2 separate regions of the Sus scrofa genome follow, and region 2 is linked to region 1. Evidence: chromatin contacts called from public Hi-C data. All regions are on one chromosome and are shown on one strand. The core of a region is the stretch at or near the end of the contact, and the rest is flanking DNA. Distances in the headings are between cores, read along the strand shown.

The links. A called contact is a pair of places that touch in the nucleus more often than the background predicts.
Region 2: a contact with region 1 is called in a Hi-C map of embryonic fibroblasts, with 5 times the contacts expected there. The contact joins two enhancer-like sites. A contact is called at or near these places in 6 of 47 Hi-C or Micro-C datasets (embryonic fibroblasts, fetal heart ventricle, heart right ventricle and 2 more).

What each region holds. Positions count from the first base shown.
Region 1 is chr1:40,366,948-40,373,894 of Sscrofa11.1, forward strand. No RefSeq gene overlaps it. Among named protein-coding and RNA genes, the nearest start is that of HSF2, 190 kb to the left of the region's middle. Within about 2 kb of position 2,889, at least 4 of the 83 cell types and tissues checked have an H3K27ac peak or open chromatin away from gene starts, as enhancers often do.
Region 2 is chr1:40,659,796-40,666,720 of Sscrofa11.1, forward strand. LOC102158650 (a long non-coding RNA gene) reads left to right here. Exons shown (of 3, transcript XR_001305940.2): 1 at 1-2,725. Among named protein-coding and RNA genes, the nearest start is that of GJA1, 340 kb to the right of the region's middle. Within about 2 kb of position 4,521, at least 12 of the 83 cell types and tissues checked have an H3K27ac peak or open chromatin away from gene starts, as enhancers often do.

The sequences.
Region 1 (6,947 bases), core at 1,639-4,138:
TGGAATAATTTGTAGATAAGATTTGCGTGCTTTTGATTCTTCTAAATTTGTATGCTCTGATTAATCCAAGATAGTCAAGTTCCTACAATTCTTATTTGTTTCTGGAAGTAGAATTCGCATGTTAACAATAAAATTCACTTTGGGATTGGAACAGTTTTTGAGAGGAAGTAAATGCACTTTGAGCACATGCTTACTTATTCCCCCCCCCCCCCCGCCAAAGCTCCTCCAAAACAAACAACAACAACAATAAACAGACCAGAGAATCTACTTCTAAAAGCCACTTGTAGATTTTGCAGCCTGTAATATTTTGGAAAAAATTGTGAAATATTAACATTGTTCACCAGGGGGTGCTCTGGTCATCTGAAATGAAGTACATCTCTACAGCTCAAACTTCAGTTATTCCCACAACCTGACTTTGGCTTTGGGAAACATAATTTTTAAAATGTTCTCCTTTTTTCTTTCCTTCTTTTCCATTTTTCTCATAGTACCTCCAACGACTCCACAAAATGTTTCACTTTAATGATGTTTTATGTCGGGTAATATTAAAATCAGTTGAAATCACTTGAGCCATAACTGCTTATTGCAACCATGAATCATAAACAGGTAAGTAAAATGATGCAAGTATATCTAAACAAGTTTGATATGATGAAATAAATTTCCTGCCTGAAAGTCAGTTCCCATGTTTACCATGGAAGACAGTAACATCTGGTTATTATACAATGTCCTCTAAATGAATAAATATATAATTATACAAATAGTAAATAGGTTTATGATAATGATAGTGTGTCTTTTGCCTGTGGGCCTCAAAGTTTATGTTCAAATGGAAGAATAAAAAGATTTTGGCACCATAAGTTATGATAAATTGTGAATCAGTAAGTTACTTTTCCTTGTACGCTAGGATGACCTGGGTTTACTGCCCATAAATATAAATAATAATAGCACTTACCTCAAGAGGTTGTTTTGTGGATTATGTAGGTAATCCATGCAGGACCTCTAACACAGTGCCCAGCACATAGTAAGTCACTGTCATTGTTTTTTTGCAGATCTAGAGTTGGACTATCTGGGTTCAGATCCTGCTCTACCACTTAATATCTGAGTAGCACTGGCTAAATTACTGAGTCCTTGTGTACATCTTCTTTTTTTGTTTGTTAATTAGGAGTGATAGCTACAACATTGATGTTATTGAGATATTGAAAGGAAACAATGTACATTAAGCAGTTCTCATAGGGCCTTTCTCAGTAAAACACTCCATGATTATTACCAAATGGCAGTAATCAACTACAGCATCTTCTGTATTTCCCATATATTTCTGTTCCTTTGAAAGATGTAGACATGTTCTGTTTGATTTCTCTGATGCTGACTTTTCTTTCCTGGGTCTGAATTGTCTTGTTTTGCTTGCTCTCTTTTGGGTTTCCTTTCCAACCACATGATATACTATATGCCACTCGATCTGTAGGCATGGGTATTGCCCAAGTGTCCCTGGATAGCTTCTGAAAGGTCCCTTCATGTGGGTACTGAAATGTCTTCATTTCAATGCTTTACTGCTGCTTCTCCTAATGATCAAAGTAGTCATTTCCCTTAAAAAAAAAAATGCCTTGGAAATCTCACGCATGCACGATTGAGTGGGAAAAAAGATAACTACTGTATTAAGAGCATTCACAGATTTGGCTCTACCACTTGCTCACTATAGGGTTTTGTATCACATGCTCTTTTGAAAATCTAGGGCCCTTCCCAAGTGTCATGGTCACTTCAGGCTCCAGCTTACCGCCTCTAGCAAATTCACATTTGAAGTTCTTTATATCTCTCCAAGCTTTGACTCATAAGTGAAATCACTATCTGGCTTTGAGTTTCTCTCAAACACCCCTCTTTCACAAGGACTCTGCTTATGTCAGACTCTTAAGTGAGGTCTTAGAGGGCCAAACAGGTTTACTTTGGCAAAGTGATCCTAAAATCGAATATTAGGTATTCTTGTTCTTTAAAGTTCCTGGGTGATTGTCTCATGTTATTTGGCTCTTTCTCCTACTATCTTTCCTCCCTTCTCTTCTCAATTTTACTTTCCCAGGAGAGAAAGAAAACAAGTGCTCCCACTTTCTTTAGCAGAACAATTTGACTCTCATCAAAAATATTGATTTTTCTATTTCACATTACTTTTCCTATTTACCTTATGGGTATTTCCCCATATAAATAAAAACTTTGTGAATAACTTTTTAATGGCTTCATATTATTCCATTATATTGGAGTGTATAATTTTCTTAATCAGCAATGGTTTGGACATTAAAATGTTTCTTGTTTTTTACTGTTATAAGTTAATCTGAAGTTAACACTTTGTGAATATATTTTTGCTCACATCTCAAATTTTATGTATACTTACTTTAGTGTTTATTCAACAAAGTCTTGACAAAAATCTTTTTGTTGAAAAACTATTCTTTATTTAGTCACAAAATACAATTATCAAAAACTTGGAAATTTTTCAGAGCATTTCATTTTTTTTTCTTCCCTTTCATTTCAAAATCAGTCCCCGCTTATGTTGGTATTTTCTGAAAAATTGGCTCATTTTGTATCTCACTTGTGGAAGTTTGCACTACTTGTGATGGTCATAAAACAGCAGGTACTATTAGCATACAAATCACTGCATTTGCATTGTTTTCCCGCCTTTCTTATTATTATCTTCCTTCTTTTGGGATAAACATGTTTCAACTCACAGCTTATTTACTCCCCCACTCAAGAATTCCCCATCCCCTAGCCCTGTCTCCAGACACATGAAAGCCTTTCTCCTTGTCCTCTATGAAGGGTTGCAGCAGCAGTGAACTTAGCAGACAGGACACTTCCTTCCTTTCCCATGCGAGCATAAGGAAACACATCTACCCTCAGTAATGGCTCATCATGGAGTGGCTGGAGCAGGCTGTGAGCAGAGGACTATGTGGACAGGCGTCCTACTGCTAACACTGCATTCCTGTCAATGCTGAACGGGACCAGGGAGAGTGGCAGAATTCTACTTGAAGTGACTGAAAACTTACTTATGCTAGTTTGCAAGAGTTAGTTAAGGTTAACGGTCTTGAATTTTCTTTGGGGAATAATTTCCTCTGATTAACATCAGCCTGATGTTTGGAAGATCATTCTTTCCAGCTATCACAGTGTAAGGTGAAAATGACACTGAAATGGCAAAAGATAAATTATACTAATAATTAAGGTGTGACACAAGTTGGCAAGTCATTTGTTTAACTTCTATTGCCTTTTCTTTCTATTCTGTACACAGTATTCAAAGCAATAAATAAGTAGAAAACAACTCTAATTTCCAATCCAAATGTACCACACAAGGGCTGATATGAATACATGATCTTTTCATTGTCCTTAGGCACATAGAAGGAAAGAGTGATTATTCCTTATACTCTGTTTTGTCCAAATGGTACACAGAATGTTAGAAAGACCAGGGATTCAGATCTCTGAAGACCTTCTATGTTAAATTAAATGTGTATGCTGGAATGGGAATATGAGAAGAATAACATGATTTTTCAGACCTTTCACAGTATGTGTGTAGATGAATGGTGTTTAGTTTAATAGTCAATACTGCTAACTTCTCAGCAACTCCCCTCAGAGTCTCCTCTGTGTTGGCCTTTTCCATCTGTCAGAATCAGTGTATTGCTAGACAAAGAATGCTGTTTCATTGAGAGTGTATACTGGTCACTCATTATACTGGCAATGAAGACTCTGGTTAGAAAGTTTATTAAATCTAGAGATTGATGATTGCTGAGAGCTGGAGTCTGAATTTTATGAATGCTTTGTAGCTTTCAGCTTTATTGACTAACAAGGAAGTGTTCCTTAGGCCCCTGCTGTTAGATGACACAGGCATCAAAAAGAGACTCCTAATTAAAACGAATAAAACCATTTTGCTCTGTGTTCTGGGGATTGATTCAAACAGTTTGGTAATGAACAGACTTTTCGTTTGAATCAAATCCAATAATTTTGTTTAGATTTGGAAGAGCTCTTGGAATTTCTCTTCCAATACTTAGTGGGCACGTTAGAAACATTAGTAACATTTATCAGGGGAGCTTTTTCCATTAGCTGAAGTGTGGGCTAGTGTTGGGAGCCAACATTCAGCAACCACAGGGCTTTCTGGTAAAGATCAGCGGTTGCCTGCCCACCTAGCAGTGGCTGGCATTGCTGTCTGCTTGCTAAACCAGAATTATATCTCCAACACTTCTCTGAAGTCTTCTTAAAAGTTAGCCCATTTATAAGAGTAAGAATGAGTAATAAATATAATAGAATAATGAGCATCTATTCTGTACCAGGCAATGCTCAGTTCTGAAAAATGTATAATCTTTAATCTTCAAAACATCTCACAAGGTAACTAATACTTTTTTTTTAATAGAGGGAAAAACAGAGATCTAGAGAGATTTATAAATTTATCCTAAGTTACTTTATGAGACAAAATGAGGATTCTAAGTCTCTGATTCCAAAGCCCATGCTTTTAGCTCCTTAAGTTTACCTAAATTTGTTGTATGATGAACTATAGTAATTGAAAGACTGAAGTTCCTAAAACTTCACATTAGTTGTAGATTTAAATGTTAGCTTCCATGTGAATGTTCCAGACCTCTAAAACATTTGCCTGAGTGTTAGCCTCTTTTGTTTCCATGTGTGTCAATTGTCCAAATCTGAGCAGAGGGAAATAGCTAAAGGGCAGTGTTGATGCTCAAACTAGATAAACCTGCTGCCTTGACCTCTGGCTGAAGGCTTGAGAGAATAACAACATTGGTAATTTTTGTTTTGTAATTAGTATAATTATATTTTTAGTAAACTTCAAGAGACTAAAATATCTTTCATAGGACTCATAGCATCATTTAAAAATCATCTGTTTTTTATTGTAAAATAATATCTGTTGCTTTCCTATGATATCCTTTTTCCTTATTATTCTTTGTGCTTTTATGGTCATAGAGAGTACATTACCATCATGTCTTTTGAGGAAAGAAGAGATAGGAAGGGTTTGGTTTTGGCATTGATGCCAATTTAACCAAATAGGTTGAATATACAATCTATAAATTTGAAAATATAAACTGAAAAGTGTGTAGTGTAGTGTAAAAAGTATATCGTAGGTTTTTTGCATTTGTTTTTGCTATATCTAATTAAAAAGTAAGAGAGCCTTACTCCTGGGAGACTTCTGAGGGTATCATTGAATTTCACTTTGGGGCATTGAGCAAAAATATAAGGAAAAGATTATCTAAAAGAATTGCTTGATTCTTATTGGATTGCATTACTTATCTCTTGGTGTCAGCGCCGTTTTATAGTTTAGATCCTTTGATGGCTTGGGTATAGATATTTTACCGCTAAGGTTAGCTAATATGCTATTGGAAATGTAAACCTGAGAGTCATTTCCTAGGATGTGAAAAAGGAAAATGTTTATCACCGTCTTCTTTTTCCATTTAGATTTTTGTTCTCTTTAAAGGTTGCCACATATATTATTTTACAAGGAGGTGACCATACCAAATGTTGTCCTTATATCAATAAAAATAAACAAATTTGTCTGGAAGCATTGACCTTGTACCAGACCTTGAATTAAGTACACTGTCCTTGTTGGTTCCTGTCTTCAAACCCTCTATGACCGGGATTAATAATCTTTTTCTGTAGTTTCAATCCCACCTCAGATTTCTGTTTTAAGAGTAAAAAATGAAGAGTTTTATTTTCCTTGTTTTCTGTGAACCTAGTATCTTGGTATGTATGTACCTAGCCTACCATTAGTTTCCAAGGGCTGGGCTTTCTTCCTATGAGTCCCCTGTGTTCTACATGGGTTGCCCATTGCCAGGTCCTCTGCCCACTAGCAGTCTCACACCTTGTACAGATCATCCAAATTTGTGGGGGTTCTAGAGAGAGGATCACACATTCTTGCTGTTCCTACCACTCTGATCTTACCTCTTGGTTACTGGATGTACTTTCTTGACTCACACTCTATAAAAACATTCACATTTGGTACAATGTCTTCAGACAGGCAGCAGCACAGAATACCTGGACTCTCAAATTTAATTGTCTAAAATCTAAATCATGTCTTCTAAGCCATTGCTATTTTACCATATACTTAAAAGATTTCTATTTTTTTTTTTTTAAATCTGAATGAAAGTCTAATTTGTCCATCAGTTAGAGTGTAAATATTCTTTGGTAAGCTTCATTGCTTTAGTTAATTTTTTGCCACTTTTTGGTGAATGCTAAATGGAACACTGCGTCTAAGTTATATATTTATATGTAATCATGATAAAATCCTTTGGTCTTGGTTATAATTATTTTACAGCACTCTTCCTCAACATGAAGTAAAATGAGGACTCTATTCCTAGTTAAAACGTTAGGAAAATTTTGTCCAAGAACCTAGGAATTACTTTGAATCTTAGCCCTTCTGCTTTCTAATTATCCTTCCTTGATTATGCTGTTTCTTATGTTATTTTCCTATTGCTTTGAGTTTTCTGGAAAAAACAAAAATCACTTACATGAAAGGATAATTGTTTAGAGGAAAGTTTGTTCAAAGGATCCAGTGACCAATTTTGGGTGACACTGATTGCTTATATCCTAATGATACAGAGGGGATCTTGCAAAGCAGCTGCTTGAGTGTGACACATTGTCTTACAATGATCGAGATCTATAAATTAATGAAAAACAATTTAAAATAACACATTAAGTATGTAGGAGAGGAAAAGTTCTCCTCTACCCTATTTGGGTTTCTGACTAGGCCAAAGAATTAAACTGACATAAGACAAATTAACAATAAAAGTGTACAAATTTTATTGAATTTTTACGTATACACGGGAACCTTCTCAAGAGAATGAAAGTCTGAAGAAATGATCAGAGCAGGAAGCTTTTTATACCCTTTAGACAAAAAAGCAATGCATTTGTGAAGAATTGACAAAACAAAGGTGTTTGAAGAAGGAACTAGGAAGATAAAGGTTAGTTTAACAAACTTTACAGCC
Region 2 (6,925 bases), core at 3,271-5,770, 290 kb after region 1:
CAAATCCTCACACTCACTTCCTGTGGACTGGGTTTAAGTTCTGAGGGTTCAGGGGTAATTTTATTTGAGAGGAGAGAATGGCTGAAAGAGCAATAAATGTTGCTGTTGTTGTTTTCTAAAAAAGTGTAAGGAAAGGTGATTGATAGGGAGAGGGGTTGGAGATGACCATGTTATAACCATATCTGTTTCCTGAACTTTGAAACAGGTCATGCTAGGCTGTAGTCTGTTCAAGCTCTTCATTCTACTGAAGCTCAGAGGAGCAGGAGCTGTAAGGATCTCTGTAGGATGTATTCCTAAAAGCCAAATGACCCCTCCTTCAACGCTCAAGCCAAGTTCATTGTCATCTTGTTCTATCTTAAAAACAGAACATATTTCTTACTGCTTTGCCAAGCAAGATCTAGCTTATAAACTAATGAAAATCAGGAAACTTCCTCTTTTTCTTCAAACACATATATCTTCATTCATCTGAGCTATGTTTTTCTGACTTTTGGGATTACAAAAGAAAACACATAGCCCTTCATTAAGCAGACTCAGCAAATAGCACTTCAGTTTCGTAACAAAGCCAGTATTATGGCAGAGAAGTCATGATGTACAATACTGCCCAATTAATTTCAACAGGTGCAATAATAAAAGATTTCTTTCATGATGCTGGTTGACAAATATTTAAAGGTATTTACCTGACTTGCAGTGAACACATTTCTATTCCAAGACCATAAAAAAAATAAATCGAATTTTAAAAAAATCTTAAAACTGTCTGTATGGTTACCAAAGAAGGTTAGAAGACTTCAATAAAGCCTGTTGTTTTTGACTGAATTCTCACAATTGCCTTTTTTTGTAAGCTGTCATAGTTTAACTTCCTTGACCCCTGAAGCTATCACAGAAAAGAGTTGAAATTTCTTATGAAAAAAGTTTCACACAACTAAGATTTTCATGGTGTATCTAGTTGAACATTAAAAAAAAAAAATGTTCTTAATTAGCTACAATTCTGTATGGGAAAAACAACCACTATGATTACTCAGGGAACAGATAAGCCTCCCCATGTTCCTTCTAAATAACAACATTGCATAAGATAAAAAGAAGAAAACATCTATTTTATTTTGAAGTAATCACCAAAAGAGCTTGCCTGATGCGATTATAAAAAAGTCCAATGTGGGCTCAGAGTTAAGTTACTTTTTTATGTTGAAAGTGCCACTGCAAGGGAGGGAATGGAAAAAAGGCAGTCCTTTTACAACTTTTTCAAGATTGCAAGGCAGTGCTGCGAACATCAGAGGCTACATTCAGCTCCTTGGCTAGGACAAAGGCAAGGCCAGAACCAAGTGGATGCAGAATGAATAAAGAAAATGCCTGGTATTCAAGGGCCAACTCTCAGCTGGGCTTCAGGATTGCCATTTCAGTTTTCAAGGGTAGAGAAATCTACCTATGTTTGCGAAAATTTGTGTATTTCTACTGTGAGTGGAAAATGGCTTCGTCCTTTGCTTATTTGGTCTCTGATCTTCAATTTCTCCATCTGGAAGGAGGAAAAAGCAGATAGAGAAAAACTACCATGGGGCAAGTTTTTATTTTGTTTTCTCTCTCTTTTTTAAAAATTTGTATTGGACTAGAGGTCAAAACTGATTTGGACTGAAAAGTACTGGCATGGCAGAAAAAGTCTCCATTGAAGGAAGTCGTGATGGATGTCCTCCTGATTTTGTTCACACTGTTGTCCACAAACCTCTTGTTCAAATTCCTGCCCAAGTCTGGCTCTGCCGGGAGACTTTCCCAGACAACCTCACCCCAAAGTGATCTTCTGAATCATATCACTTACCACTGACAATGCCTATTTGTCATTAAATGCTTATGGTCTTGAATTAGCTCTGGGGGATGTTGTTTGACATGACTGAAACTTTCTAGTGAAGAATTTCAGCAGAAAAGTGAAACCATGTATCTGCTACTCAAAGAAAAGTTCAGTCCAGAGATATAAAGGTGGAAATCATAAAAAAAAAAAAAAGTGGTGATTGAAACCAGAAAAATTAATGAGAGTACATAAACAAAGAAATGCAAAGCAAGAAAGAAGAGAATTTGAAGAGGGTTCTGAAGAAGGCCACTACTTAAGAAGAATAGAATAGAAAAATTAGTGAAAGAGGAATTTGCAGGGTCAGAAAAGCAGAAAGAATGTTGCTTTTTGTAATCTTTTACAGAAGAAGAAATTGTGTAATTGGTGATTTCAGCATTTTCCAGAACATTTACCACAATTCTTTGCACATAGTATATGCCCTAAATATTTACTTGGTGCACAAGACATGAGGAATAAATTCACATAAATATTTTTATTATTTTTCTTTTGATTGTTATGTTCTTAGCAATCACCCCCGTGCCACTCCTATTCCTTTTTTTTTAATTCCATCTTTTCTGAGAAGTCACTGCGGGGTTTCTGTTATTGGCAGACTCTAACCTCTAGGGGGAGCTCAAGGAGAGGAGGACTGAATAAGGGTCACGTCTAAGGCTACATTGGGTCATGGTAGTAGTAGACTGAGTTTTTGGTGAATTAGCAGGGAATTAGAAGGAATTAGCCTCCACTAGGCTGAATCGTTAATTCTTTTGAAATCTCGCCTTTTTAAAAATTTCACATGACAGAGAGCAGATCCAGGCTTGACTCTTACTTGGAAAAACTGCCCTAACCTGAAAAAACTGTAGGGTAGAATTCAAGGTTTAAAAATAATGGCCAAAAGACTGCATTTCACTCAAGGTAAGTGACTCTGAATGTCTATTTGTGTGAATGTATATGTGTGTGCATGTGTGTTTTCGAGAATTTGAACTTTGAAACGGGAACAAACTTACCACTCCCTCAAGTTTTTACAACTCCATTCATCTTCTATCTGGCCTTCATCACAGATTTTTGTTATATTTTTTGTCTCTATAGGCAATTGAGTTTGCAAATATTGTTTAAGTTTGGAAAAGTACGTTTTTACAATTTGCCCTCTCAGAGCCTTTATGGTTCAATATCTCAGAGTTCCTCTTGTGGCGTAGCAGAAATGAATCCCACCAGGAACCATGAGGTTGCAGGTTCCATCCCTGGCCTGGAGGAGTGGGTTAAAGATCTGGTGTTGCCATGAGCTATACTGTAGGTAGCAGATGAGGCTCAGATCTGGCATTGCTGTGGCTGTGGCTTAGGCTAGCAGCTGTAGCTCTGATTAGACCCCCTAGCCTGGGAGCCTCCATATGCTGCGGGTGCAGCCCTAAAAAGACAAAACACAAAAATAAATAAATAAATAAATAAATGTTCGATATCTCATACATTCCTACATTTCTCATCAGGAAAAACAACAACAACAAAAACAATTTCCTTTCTCGGAAGATGTGTTTTGCTCCATGTAGGGGAGTTTAGCAGGATAGATAGTGAGAGCTAAAATATTGCCTGCCATGACAGTAAACAAAGGATGTTGCAGCCACCAAGCCATCACATTGCAGCCAACTGGACAGCGAGCCCTGAGGAAACTCAGGATGGAGACAAATGGGCTGCTCACTGCGAAGCCCATCTAAGCAGTCAGCAGCTTCAGCTACCCCCTATGGTGCCCCCTGAGAAAACAGAGTATTGGCCCAGATAGCTGAGGTGAATATCAAAGGGGTGATTTCAGTGAGCTCAAACTCTTGCATCTTCCCATTCACAGAAAAGCACTAAATTCCTTAATGTAAAATGTATGGTTTTTTTTTTTTTCTTTTACTTTTTAGCCACATATGGAAGTTTCAGGCTAGGGGTGAAATTGAAGCTGCAGCTGCTGGCCTACACCACAGCCACAGTAACAAGGTATCTGTCTGCGTCTGCAAAACACACCACAGCTCACAACAATGAAGGATCCTTAAGCCACTGAGCTGGCCAGGGATCTAACCTGTATCCTCATGGATATTAGTCAGGTTCATTCCTGCTGAGACCCACAAGGGACACTCCTGAGTTCCTTTAATTGTTAATAATCCTTTGATGTTCTGACTGCTTGGTCTTTTGTTGAAAACTCCTATACATCCTAGCTCCCCATCATTGCCTCTCTGGAAAAGTTTTCAGTGTTGTTCGAGCTGTTGTGTCCTGGGCTTGAAGTCCTCAGAAAATCATCGGAGTAAAACATAACCCTCAAATTTTAGGTAGTGCTTTTTTTTTTTTTTTTTTCTTTCAGTCAATGGTACGTAATCCTTTGCACAAACCACAGAATTTGCCAGTCTGTCCTAGCTCTTTTGCTTTTGGGTTCAGTGTTTCCACTTGAACTGAGTTGAAATGATGGGAGCATCCCTCTTAAAGGGAACAAGGGTGGATCCTTCTTACGGATTGTGAATCATTGTTTCCTTATTGTCACTGAAAAATGTAATAGAGAAGACAAGATCTGAAGACAAAGTGTTCAGTATTACATGTTAGTCAAACCTTGTTTTTTTTTTACACTTGGAAAGAAAAGAAAGGATGCTGAAGTGAAAGCCTCCCTCTGTAGCTCTGTGATCACAGCCAAGGCAGGAGACTTCCCCAACCCAGAGGAGCATTCCAAAGCAGAAAGGATTAGGCAACCTCCACAAAGCAGGCACGCCGCCATTGGTCTGGGTTTCCCAGTGTAAAAAGCTCTTCTTCTGTTCTAAAAGGACAAACAGTTCAAGTCTCACCACGGGTAACTGGGAAAGTAGGGTAAAAAAGGATCTTCCAAACAGTAAACTGCCTATTTGTTTGATGATTATTTTGCAAGCCCAGTAAACAGATCTGTTTAAATCATCCATCCAGTCAAAAAAAAAAAAAAAAAAAAATCCGCCAATTACCTACCACATGGTGAGGGCTCTGCACCTGCACAGAGGTGTAAGACAAGATCCCCACCCCAGAGAGCTGATAGTCTAGCACTGCTGGCAAATATGAGTGAATTTCTCATTTCCACCATGACCCACAGTAATATTTTATGTTGAATCCATTTTCTTGAGAGCATTGTGAATCCATTGATCATAATCTCTACAATAAGAACAAGTAGCTAATATTAGTTCCCAGGTATGAGGCATTCTAGACATATTTTAAAATGTTGATTTTTTCAGCACCCCATGGCAAAGATTTTAAATGGATTTGATCAAAAGTCAAAAGGAGCCCTTTCACATGCTCTTGCTGAGAAACTTGGCATTGGGACTGTACCTAATTGAGAGACTTTGTTGGCTGAAGTGTGTTGGCTCCAAGCCCAATCACAGGACCCCTTGGAACAATGAGTAAGGCCATTAGTGTGCATGCCTAATCCCTAGTGACCTTGTGAAAGTCTCCCTCTTTCTTGGGATTTGCAGGTCCCATGGTTCCGTAGCATGGGAGAGTGACACGTTAATCCTGTTCTCTTTTCTCTCTCATCCTTACAGATTGCTACAGGCCATGGACTGTCCTATAAGTGGAGACTGAGTCATTTTTTTTTAACAACTTGACAGTGAAGCTTACATCAGAGTATGTTAAAATTATAAGTGCTATTAACTTTGAACAGCAATCTGACTATAAATTTTCTTTTGGCCTATGTAATAACTCTCCTCCTTTTTTAAAGACACCCTTATTAAGACATACCCCAAATGTAGCTAGTTTAAATACTACCCATTAAATTTTTTCTTTAATCTTTATTCCTTTTTCTTAGAATCTTACTACATATTGGATTTGTACTTTTTTTTTAGTATCTTTAGAGTGACTGACCAAATGCAGTAACTAGCTGTCTTAAATACACCTAGAGTATTACTTAATACCTCAGAAATTCCCTCTATAGTTTTGTATTTAAAAAAGCAGAACAGGGGAGTTCCCATTGTGGCACAGTGGAAACTAACCCAACTGCTGTCCATGAGGACATGGGTTCCATCCCTGGCCTTGTTCAGTGGGTTAAGGATCTGGCATTGCCATGAGCTGTGGTGTAGGTCGCAGACGTGATTTGGATCCTGTGTTGCTGTGACTGTGGCCAGTAGCTGTAGCTACAAGTCCACCCCAGCCGGGAAACTTCCATATCCTACAGGTGAGGCCCTAAAAAGAAAAAAAAAAAAAAAAAAGCACCACAAAACCAAGAAAGCTACCTTTGAAAGCAACAACGCTTTTTTTTCTTTAGGTAAAAGTTAAACCAAGGCAAGTGCAAATTATCTGAACTCCATTCTCCATTATTATGAATTGGCTTTGACAACTCCTTCTTGCCAAATTTATTGTTCCTGGTTGTGTGGGAGATGTTTCTATAAAATAATTTGGAAGGAGCAGTGGAAACATTTCTCTATAAAATAAAGATATATAGTTGTCTAAGATCATTAGCAGATGGGTTATAATAAATTTGTAGTTTCAAAGTGATGGAAGCAGACTTTAAAAGGGGGTGCCCAAGAGGTTTTGGTTTTTTTTTTTAATGAGAAAATCCTCTCCCTGAAGCCTGATTGGTGTTAGAGAAGTTTGACAAACTCTTCCTTCTGAGCACTGATTCCCAGAGAGCTGAGTAAGGCCACTGGAGAATGACCACTGGCACAGAGATCTACCATCATCAACTTTTAGATCTTTCCATGAACTGTCATGAATTACACCTGTTTAAAACTTGTGAGGAAGAGACCCCCATATAGGATTAAGTGGGAAGCATGGGTTTTGTCCAAGAAGAAAGCAAAATGAGCATTATCTTGGGCTTTTATTCAAGTAGAATTAACATTACTTGTTTCAGTGAACATTTATATGTGTGTTTTAAAGACATATGTTTTAAAAATTATTTAATTAAAACAAATGCAGAAATGGCAAGTGTTTTCTTATCCTGAAAAAAATTTTTTCCTGTGACATTCAAAAGCCATTGTTTCATAAAAAGGTATACACTTACTTCACCCACATACTCCCTGTATTCCCCTCCCCCACAAATCATAGCCCAACTTGCTCCCCACCATCCCCACCAGTAGAGGGTTAAATCTGGACTAAATGAGGGTCAAAAAAACGGGGACATCATTAGAAAGACTT